Regions from separate parts of the Triticum aestivum genome. Here region 1 is linked to region 2. Evidence: chromatin contacts called from public Hi-C data. All regions are on one chromosome and are shown on one strand. The core of a region is the stretch at or near the end of the contact, and the rest is flanking DNA. Distances in the headings are between cores, read along the strand shown. Region 1 holds the start of LOC123070702 (serine/threonine protein kinase OSK1). Region 2 holds the start of LOC123070700.

Region 1 (4,231 bases), core at 1,678-4,177, 750 kb after region 2:
CCAGCAGGTTTTTGTCAAATCCCAGACTGATAACTTTAACAAGAGATTCTTCATCAATCTACAAAATCATGAGAGAAACCAACACATTATTCGAGGACTTAAATGAAGAAATACATGACTAAAAAAAATCTGTCAGATCCCATCTGGACAGTCACACAGAAAACTGCAAGATTGACTCCAATACACATAAAATTTTAAGAAACCAGTGAGCACTCCCATGCAGACCCCAGAAAAAAACTTTAAAATATATCATTATAAATCATGAAGAGAAATGATGGGCACATTTTTAACCACATATAAACTTAACCACCAAGTTTATATGCCTTAATAGGAGATATCAACTATATAAAAATATCTTTATTGGCGGAATATTTGGCATAACTAACACACAGAGAAACACCATTATATCATAGTTCAACTGATTTTCATAAAGGAAGCGGTGCAGAGGGCTAAGTATACCTTTTTAACTTGTTGCGCAGTATCTGGTGGAGGCACGGCTAAATATCGTGGGAGTTGAGCTTCAAACCATGGATGCTCGCGTATTTCACGAATGGTTATCCTTTTCATAGGATCAACAACTAGCATCCTTGGAATCAAATCCCTTGCTGGGCCTGATAAATGGCTCGGAAGGGTATATATTCCACCCTGAAATGAAAAATGGAATATATTATTTATATCACTAGAAGCAGGTACAGATGCACCATTCAAATGCAGACAACACATATAATTGCTAACCTTTATTTTCTTAAAAAGGTTGGGTATGTTCTCATCATCAAATGGAAGAGTACCACATAGAAGAGCATAAAGAATAACACCGCAGCTCCATACATCAACTTCAGGCCCAGCATACAGTTTTCCAGATATAACCTACATAACAGAAAGTATATTATACAGTGAAACCAAAGAGTCTGGGAACAAAGCTACAACGATGCCATGTCCTTTCTGTCTGAAATTAGTTCAAGGATAATTACCTCCGGAGCTGCATAATTTGGGCTACCACAACTTGTCTTAAGAAAGTGGCCGTCACGCATAACATTACTTAAGCCAAAATCCGCAATCTTAACATCACAATTATTGTCCAAAAGAAGGTTCTCCGGCTTTAGATCGCGGTGCACCACCATGTTCCTGTGGCAATATTGAACACCAGATATGATCTGTTCAAAGACAGAAAACAAAGTAACCCGTCACATTAAGGGTCTGAGTGGAATGATAAACATCATTACTGTGTCTGCACTCTGCAATTTCCGAGCAAACTATATTTCACATGCCATTGCTGATACATCATCAAAATAAGTGGCAAACAAGAACAGAAAAAAAAAAAGCTTAATCCAAACTTTAAGAGTTTAGAAACTAGGACGCTGAGTAGAATCTTCAGAATAAAGGGTTCAAGACAATAAAGGAGAGATTACCTGTTGAAAGAAACGGCGGGCCTCTTCCTCCTGTAGCCTACCTTTCTCAACAATGTAGTCAAATAATTCACCAGACTTAACATACTCCATAACCACATAAATATCAGCTGGTGCCTCTATCACTTCATAAAGGCGGATGATATGCGGGTGCATGAATAATCTTAATATCTTGATCTCTCTTTTCACTGCAAGAGAACAATGCAAAAAACAAAACAAAAATAACTGGAGTGCTTCATTTTAGACCAAATAACTATATAAGATACTCCCTCTGTCTCAAAATGTAAGACGAGAGCATTTGTTGTGCTTGGCACTTGAGCAGTGAATATTTTCTTAAACAGTTCCTATACAACATTAGTAATCAAGAGTGGTGCTGCATTCACATGGCTGATGTGCTTGCTCATGTCAATCACAATTTCCTACATCATGCAAAGATAGAAAAAAAGGAGCACTCCATTTATGAGAATGGTAATTACTTGAACGGCTGAATCACAGGGAGTATATGTTATTAATAGAAGAATAGTAGCATGTCAACTTTCCATTTATGAGCCATAATTACTACAATAGCAGAATACTAGTTTAGCACATTACCCAATAAACAAACATCCCACAAAGAAACTAATTATGTGTTATATGTTGGTATATGTACATAATAGGAAACTCTACTCACTGAATGAGCTCAATAGAGCAAGCCAAATTACCAACCTTTCTCTTCCATCTCCATGTTTTTGATTTTCCGGCGGTTAAGGATCTTGACGGCCACCTTGTGGCCAGTTTTTATATGCTCAGCAATCTTGACCTTCCCGAAGGAACCAATCCCCAGGGTCTTCCCAATACGGTAATTCTTCAAAGGGTTGCCATCTTTGCCGCCTGCCTCCATCTTCCACCTTAATCGCAATCACACCAAACTACACTTCAGGAAATGAAGGCTGGGAAATCACTAATACTAGTAAGAAATTCACACGGACACGACGGGCGGGCATGAACAAAGCACGCTAGCTGTTCCATTTAAGTAGGACAGATCCAGCTGGCCCGTGTGCTGAATTGCAACTGTCCCCGCGCCTCCGACGGCTGGGGATAAAAGGCAGGCAGAAATGCTTAATTCCGAGAGGAGAAGGGCCATTTCCCCCAGAACAGCTCTTCCTGCCCAATTCAACCTGAGACCCACAGCATCGCCGAAAGACTAGCACGACATGCTAAGCTCGGGAGCTCACGGATCTGCAGGCTAGGTAGGGAGCGAATCTCGCTCACTCGTGGAGCGATGAAACGAAAACTCAGGGTCCACCCATAAACCCAAGAGCCTCGCGGAATTCCCGAGCGGGGAGGGGAGCGGGAGGCGGCGAGAGGGAGAGGCGGTGAGGCAGGCTCCCCTACCTGGCCGCCGGCGAGGCTCCCCGGGGAGAGGCGTAGCGGCGGCGGCGCGGAGATGCGGAGGGCGGACGGAGAGAGAGAGGAGGGGGGTGGAGAGACTGGGGAGCGATGCGTCGCTCACGGGACCGGGGGAAGGGGGAGGGAGGGGAGGAGAGATTCGATTCCCGCAACACCGAGGGGCCCACGGCGACGGCGACTGCGGGTGGGACCGCGCGCGCTCGTGGCGCGCGCGGGTTCGTGCGGCTCGCTGGTGCGGTGGGGGGCCAATCAGACAACGGGCAGACGGCGTGGGACGGGGAGGATTCCACCGCGATCTGTCGTTTTCCGCCGGGTGGATGCGACGGGAACGCGACGCGACGGGACGGTTCGTTCCCGGTGCGTTGGTGCTTGGTGAGCGCCACGGGTTCAACAGTGTCGGTACTCGCTTCAGCTGCGATTAACGTCCGGGTTCTTTTAGCGCGAGAGAATATCTGACACAGCAGAGACCAAATTACTACTACAATGAAAATGAAAATTTGTGATTGGATGGTCAGGGCAACCTGCAAATTTCCTCCTGCACCCGTCCCCGGACACGGATGCAGGAGACCGCCATCTAACGAAGTATGTATATATCTGCCGACAAATTCAAATTCAAATCTACGTTGATCCACACAAAGCGTTGATCCACACAAAGCGTCGGATCACACCCGAGCTGTATCGCATCCCAGATCACAACCAAAAGGAGGCAAATATGTTTAGTTTTTACATTCCAATCCAAAAGAACATCGGTCTCGCAGTTCGTGCATTTCTACCCTGTCGGGCCGGCCATCACAACAATTTGCTCCCCGATCAAGGAGGTGTCGCCGCCGCCGCGTAGGCAGCCTCCGCGTCCGCGTCCGCCTCCGCCGCTTCCTCATCTTTCGTCGCTGCCAACTCATCTTTCTGCTGCTCCAACATTTGGAGCGGACGGATTGCACGGTAATTCTAGCGTCGGCATCCAAAGAGTCGATATTCCTAGTCAACATCTTTGCGCCCTCCGCATTAGCAGCGATCTTCACCCTCTTATCCTCGAGCGCGGCCTTCTTCTTCTCGAGCGCCGCCTTCCTGTCTTTGATCATGGTCCTCCTCTCCTCGAGCTTGATCTTCTTCTCCGTCGCTGGCCGCCTCGTCCGGCACGCCCACCACGCCCATCGCCACCACCAGGCCCACCGGTGGCCAGACGCTCTTCAACTTCTCCTCCTTTGCGGCCTTCACTTTGACGCGGCGATTTTGCCGCGTCTCCGAGCTGATCCTTCGGGTGAGCGTGATGCTCGGATCCTCCGGCACCTCCGCCGACAACATCTCCGACAGTTTCTTCGACGGTTCCATGTGTCGGCGGCAGAGGGAGGGAGAGGGTGGGAGAAAAGAGCAGGAATTGGGCGGAGAGTGGCAGGGAGTTGAAGAAGAAAGTGGGGGTTTTGGCGCAAAAACAATGC
Region 2 (3,800 bases), core at 469-2,968:
GGAGATGTGCAATCCCCACTAACCAAAGAACCATGGCAGCACATATGATTCATCCCGCTACTATAATGCAAAGAAAGCACATCGGAAAGCCCAAACAGTGCCGATTTCCAACTCAACACATCACAGCATATGAGAAAACTGTAGTATGCAGAAACTTCAATGAACAACACGCTCATACTTACGCAAGCTACTGGGTTAAGACACATCATCGACATCATCAGCCATCTTCTCTGTTTCGACCAAATAGCTGGACAGAGGGAATGCACTCCATTCTGCATATCAAACAACCACTTTTCAGTAAAAGATCCAGGATATATAATACGGCGTAGCATATAAGAAAACAAAGAGAACATGAATTTCCATAAAACAAAAGCATGTACCGAATAATGAATGAATGGGTTTAACATATAGGGAGAAGCCAACATAAAGGATATGTACCTTGCGATCATAGCCATACCACAGCAGATGTTGCTTTGACAGATGAACAGGCAATAGGAGTGTAGAGTCACGAACAAATAGTAAAGGCCCCAGCTGAACAAGGTAAAGGGGCGAAGTATCGTTTCCAGAAGTTGAACCGCTGCGTGATGCCTCTAGCCTCCACAGGTCTCCACGTGCAACAACAGAACTCTCAATATCATTGTTCCTGGTGTTGTATGTCGCTGACATATTTACGGTACCCTGAACGTTCATCAAGAGAAGAGCAAAGTATTATGTTGTGTCATGCCTGTAAAGACGACTTGGCTCTAAACAAGCAGAGGGATAATAAGATTCACATAATCCCCACACTTCGAGTTCATCAAAATTCTAAGGTTTAGCTTACATATTCTAATCACTTCGGGGATAATAAGAATGTGATTCTAATATTTTAGTACTTTCAATGGGAGTAAAGCCTGAATTAAGGCTGTGAGACGCAAACATACTCGAACCCACAATAGAACTAGGAGTAGGAAGTAGTTGAATCGTACCTTGGACTTCTTAAAGTTTCCGAGGGTTCCGATTTCGCAGCCATATCCGTCATCGTCTTCATCAAGGTCGTCCCCGTTTCTAACACCACTGACAGTCGACGCGGCAGCGCTTCCAGTGGCCGCGGCCGCAGCGGCGGCGGCCGCCTCGAGAGGGCATCTATCGACGGCCCTCTCCGAGGAGAGGCCGACGGCCCCGTCCGCAGAAGGCGTCGGCTGCAGCTTTCGGCGGCGGATCTGGGCGCCCCGGAAGGGCACGGGCAGCTGGCGCACGGCGTGCTGCACGGCCCCGCCGACGGATGTGCCAATCTCGACGCCGGCCTGGCCGAGCCTGCCGCCGATGTCGATGACGGAGGCGACGGCGGCGGTGGGGAAGAAGTCCTTGCCGGCGCCGGCGGCGCCCCGCGCGGCGCCGAAGGGCACGACGGGGAGGTCGATCTCGAAGGGCATGAGCTTGTGCGATACGGGCGGCCACGGGAACTGCGGCGGCGCCTGCAGCAGGCCCGTGAAGCCCTGCGCGAGGCGGTCGGCGATGTCCTGGCCGTGGCGCTGCACCCCCTCCCACGCCTCGAAAGAGATCTCCATGCGCGCGCGAGGCCTCGGGGGGGATCCCCTCGGAGCGCAGATTCCACGCGCGGTCGAAGTGGATGGAATCGGAGAGGCGAGGGCGGAGGCGGGGGCGGATGGAGGGGGGAATCGAATGGGGAAAGGAGGAGGAGGAGGAGAGGCGGGCGGGCGACGCCGACGCGTTGATAATAATAGTCGGGCTAGTGGTGAGGGTGGGGGGATAATGGGGCTTGACCTGGTCGACGTGGATCCACGGGCGCGAGGGGTCACTGGCAGCGATTCGGCCGCGTGGCCCCGACGCCGCTTCGGCTCACCGCGCCGGAGTGGATAAGAACGGAACGGAACGGGCGGCGCCCCGCGACAACCAACGCCGGCCGACCTGCTCCTGCTTATTCGCCGCTCGGTTTCACTTTCACCTCCGTTTACTGTGATCTGATGATGAGAGGATAACAGCAATCTGCTGGGGGAATTCGGTCGGTTTTTGTTTGGTTTGGCTGGGTTGCGGCTGGGCTAGCGTGTTGGGTTCGGAATAGAATGCCACCGCACTGGGCTTGGGCAGAAATGTTTGTGCTGCCACCCCCCGCACCCCCCCCCTCCCCGCGCCCCCCCGCGTGCCGTACGGTGCAAGCATGCATGCGCGTTGTCTCTTCCATTGTCTCTCCTGAGTTAGGAGGGCGCGCTCTCGTTGTCTCCCCGGATTTGTACCGGTGACGCCGTGCCGTGCCGTGCCGTGTACGACCACGTACCGGAGTAGCAATTCCTCTCGGCGACGCGGGACGGGTTTTAGTTTATGCCTCTTAACTAAAGCACGGGGGTCTTAAAGAGGAGGACGACGGAGCAGCGGCTACGGAGCTTGGTCATTGCAGGCCGCCCGATCCGTGCTGTGTGGTTCAGCGTTGCTTTTACCGGCGCGGACATGCAAATCGGAGCAACTGCTTCCGCCTGCAGTTAAGTGCAATGTAAGCCGAATCAGTATGTGCTAGTACTTCCTCTACATCTATTTATTTTTTCGAATATCTAATTCAACTATAAAAACGTCTTGTACGTAGATGAGTAATACTTTATATCTACTATCTATTATCACTGTAAAAAAAAGATGCAGATCCAAACAATCACATCCATTCATCGTCAAAATCTAATGGCCCTTAATTATTCTGTGTTTAAAGCTACCAACCACGCAATAAGCCACAGTCTATCGATCGCTAATCTGCCCCGCAGTAATAATAAAAAAAAGAAAACAGCCTGCCCGCACGATCTCCTCCTTCTCCGGCACGACCTCCTCCTCCTCCTCCCACAGCCGCGCCGTTCGCCTCCTGCAGCCGCGCCCTTCACAGCCTCCTCGCGCAGCCGGAGCCACGGGAAGCGGCCGCGGGTCGCCGGGAGCCTCCCCAGCCGCGGGAGCCCGCCCCCGCTGCGGGTCGCCGGGAGCCTCCCCTGCCGCCCCCTTCGCCGCCTCCCCAGCCGCAGCTTGGCCGCTGCCACACCGCCTCCGCCACGCCGCCACTCCGCGGGCCACGCCTCGATTCCTTCATCCTCTTCCCGAGCCGCTGGCGTCCGTCACGCGCCCCCTACTCTTCTCCTCCAACCTGGCCAGTCCCCACACCCGGAGCCCCTGCGGATCGAGGCGTCTTCCACGCAGAGGACGACGCGGGGAACCTCCATTGCCCTCCATTCTGACGGCCGCCCTACAGCTGCCCCGACACGATGGTTCTCCTCTATTGTTCTGATCGAGCGACGTGTTCATTTTTTATATTTTTTCTGTGGCAGATCATGACGACGACCCTGACAGGAGAGGAGGAGGAGGACACGGAGAAGAAGGACCGAGAGTTAGACATGGATGTGCATTATGAGGCAACACGCCGCCGTGTTTGCCCCACCATCTTCTGATCTCTTCAGCATTCCTGTTGTCTTGGGTTTTCTCTGTAAGTTTGGGTCCGTAGGCACACACCCTCATAATCTCTGTCGCTCCCTCTAATTTCTGTGGACATACAGACACACGCAGTGTTTAGAACGATGTCCGCTTCAGAGTTTCAGTTCAACTCACCCAGACAGAAATACATTCTATCACTGGCTAAGCATAGTACGAACTGGGTGGACATGGAGTCAAGGACATGGTAAGGAAGTCAAGCAAGTGGTTGATTTGCTCTCTTCTTCGTTTCACCATGCTGCACCCCTTCTAGCTTATTAGTCGCCTCTTTCATCTCTTTTCACTGTACTAACCTGCCAATATTTTCCCATCTTTGCAACGATTGACATGTTTAGTTTTAGTTT

What was found. A called contact is a pair of places that touch in the nucleus more often than the background predicts.
Region 1: a contact with region 2 is called in a Hi-C map of leaf, with 8 times the contacts expected there. The contact joins the promoter of LOC123070702 here to the promoter of LOC123070700 in region 2. A contact is called at or near these places in 2 of 5 Hi-C or Micro-C datasets (both in leaf) and 1 of 1 datasets of contacts at active chromatin or transcription factors (leaf).

Annotation. Positions count from the first base shown.
Region 1 is chr3B:521,537,446-521,541,676 of IWGSC CS RefSeq v2.1, forward strand. LOC123070702 (serine/threonine protein kinase OSK1) reads right to left here and starts at 2,928. Exons shown (of 11, transcript XM_044493996.1): 1 at 2,781-2,928; 2 at 2,112-2,293; 3 at 1,410-1,594; 4 at 972-1,154; 5 at 736-867; 6 at 460-645; 7 at 1-58. The coding sequence starts at 2,286.
Region 2 is chr3B:520,791,860-520,795,659 of IWGSC CS RefSeq v2.1, forward strand. It overlaps LOC123070700, which reads right to left and starts at 1,719. Exons shown (of 7, transcript XM_044493994.1): 1 at 966-1,719; 2 at 439-678; 3 at 183-272. The coding sequence starts at 1,547. LOC123070701 (a long non-coding RNA gene) reads left to right here and starts at 2,270. Exons shown (of 7, transcript XR_006433896.1): 1 at 2,270-2,488; 2 at 3,297-3,451; 3 at 3,522-3,800.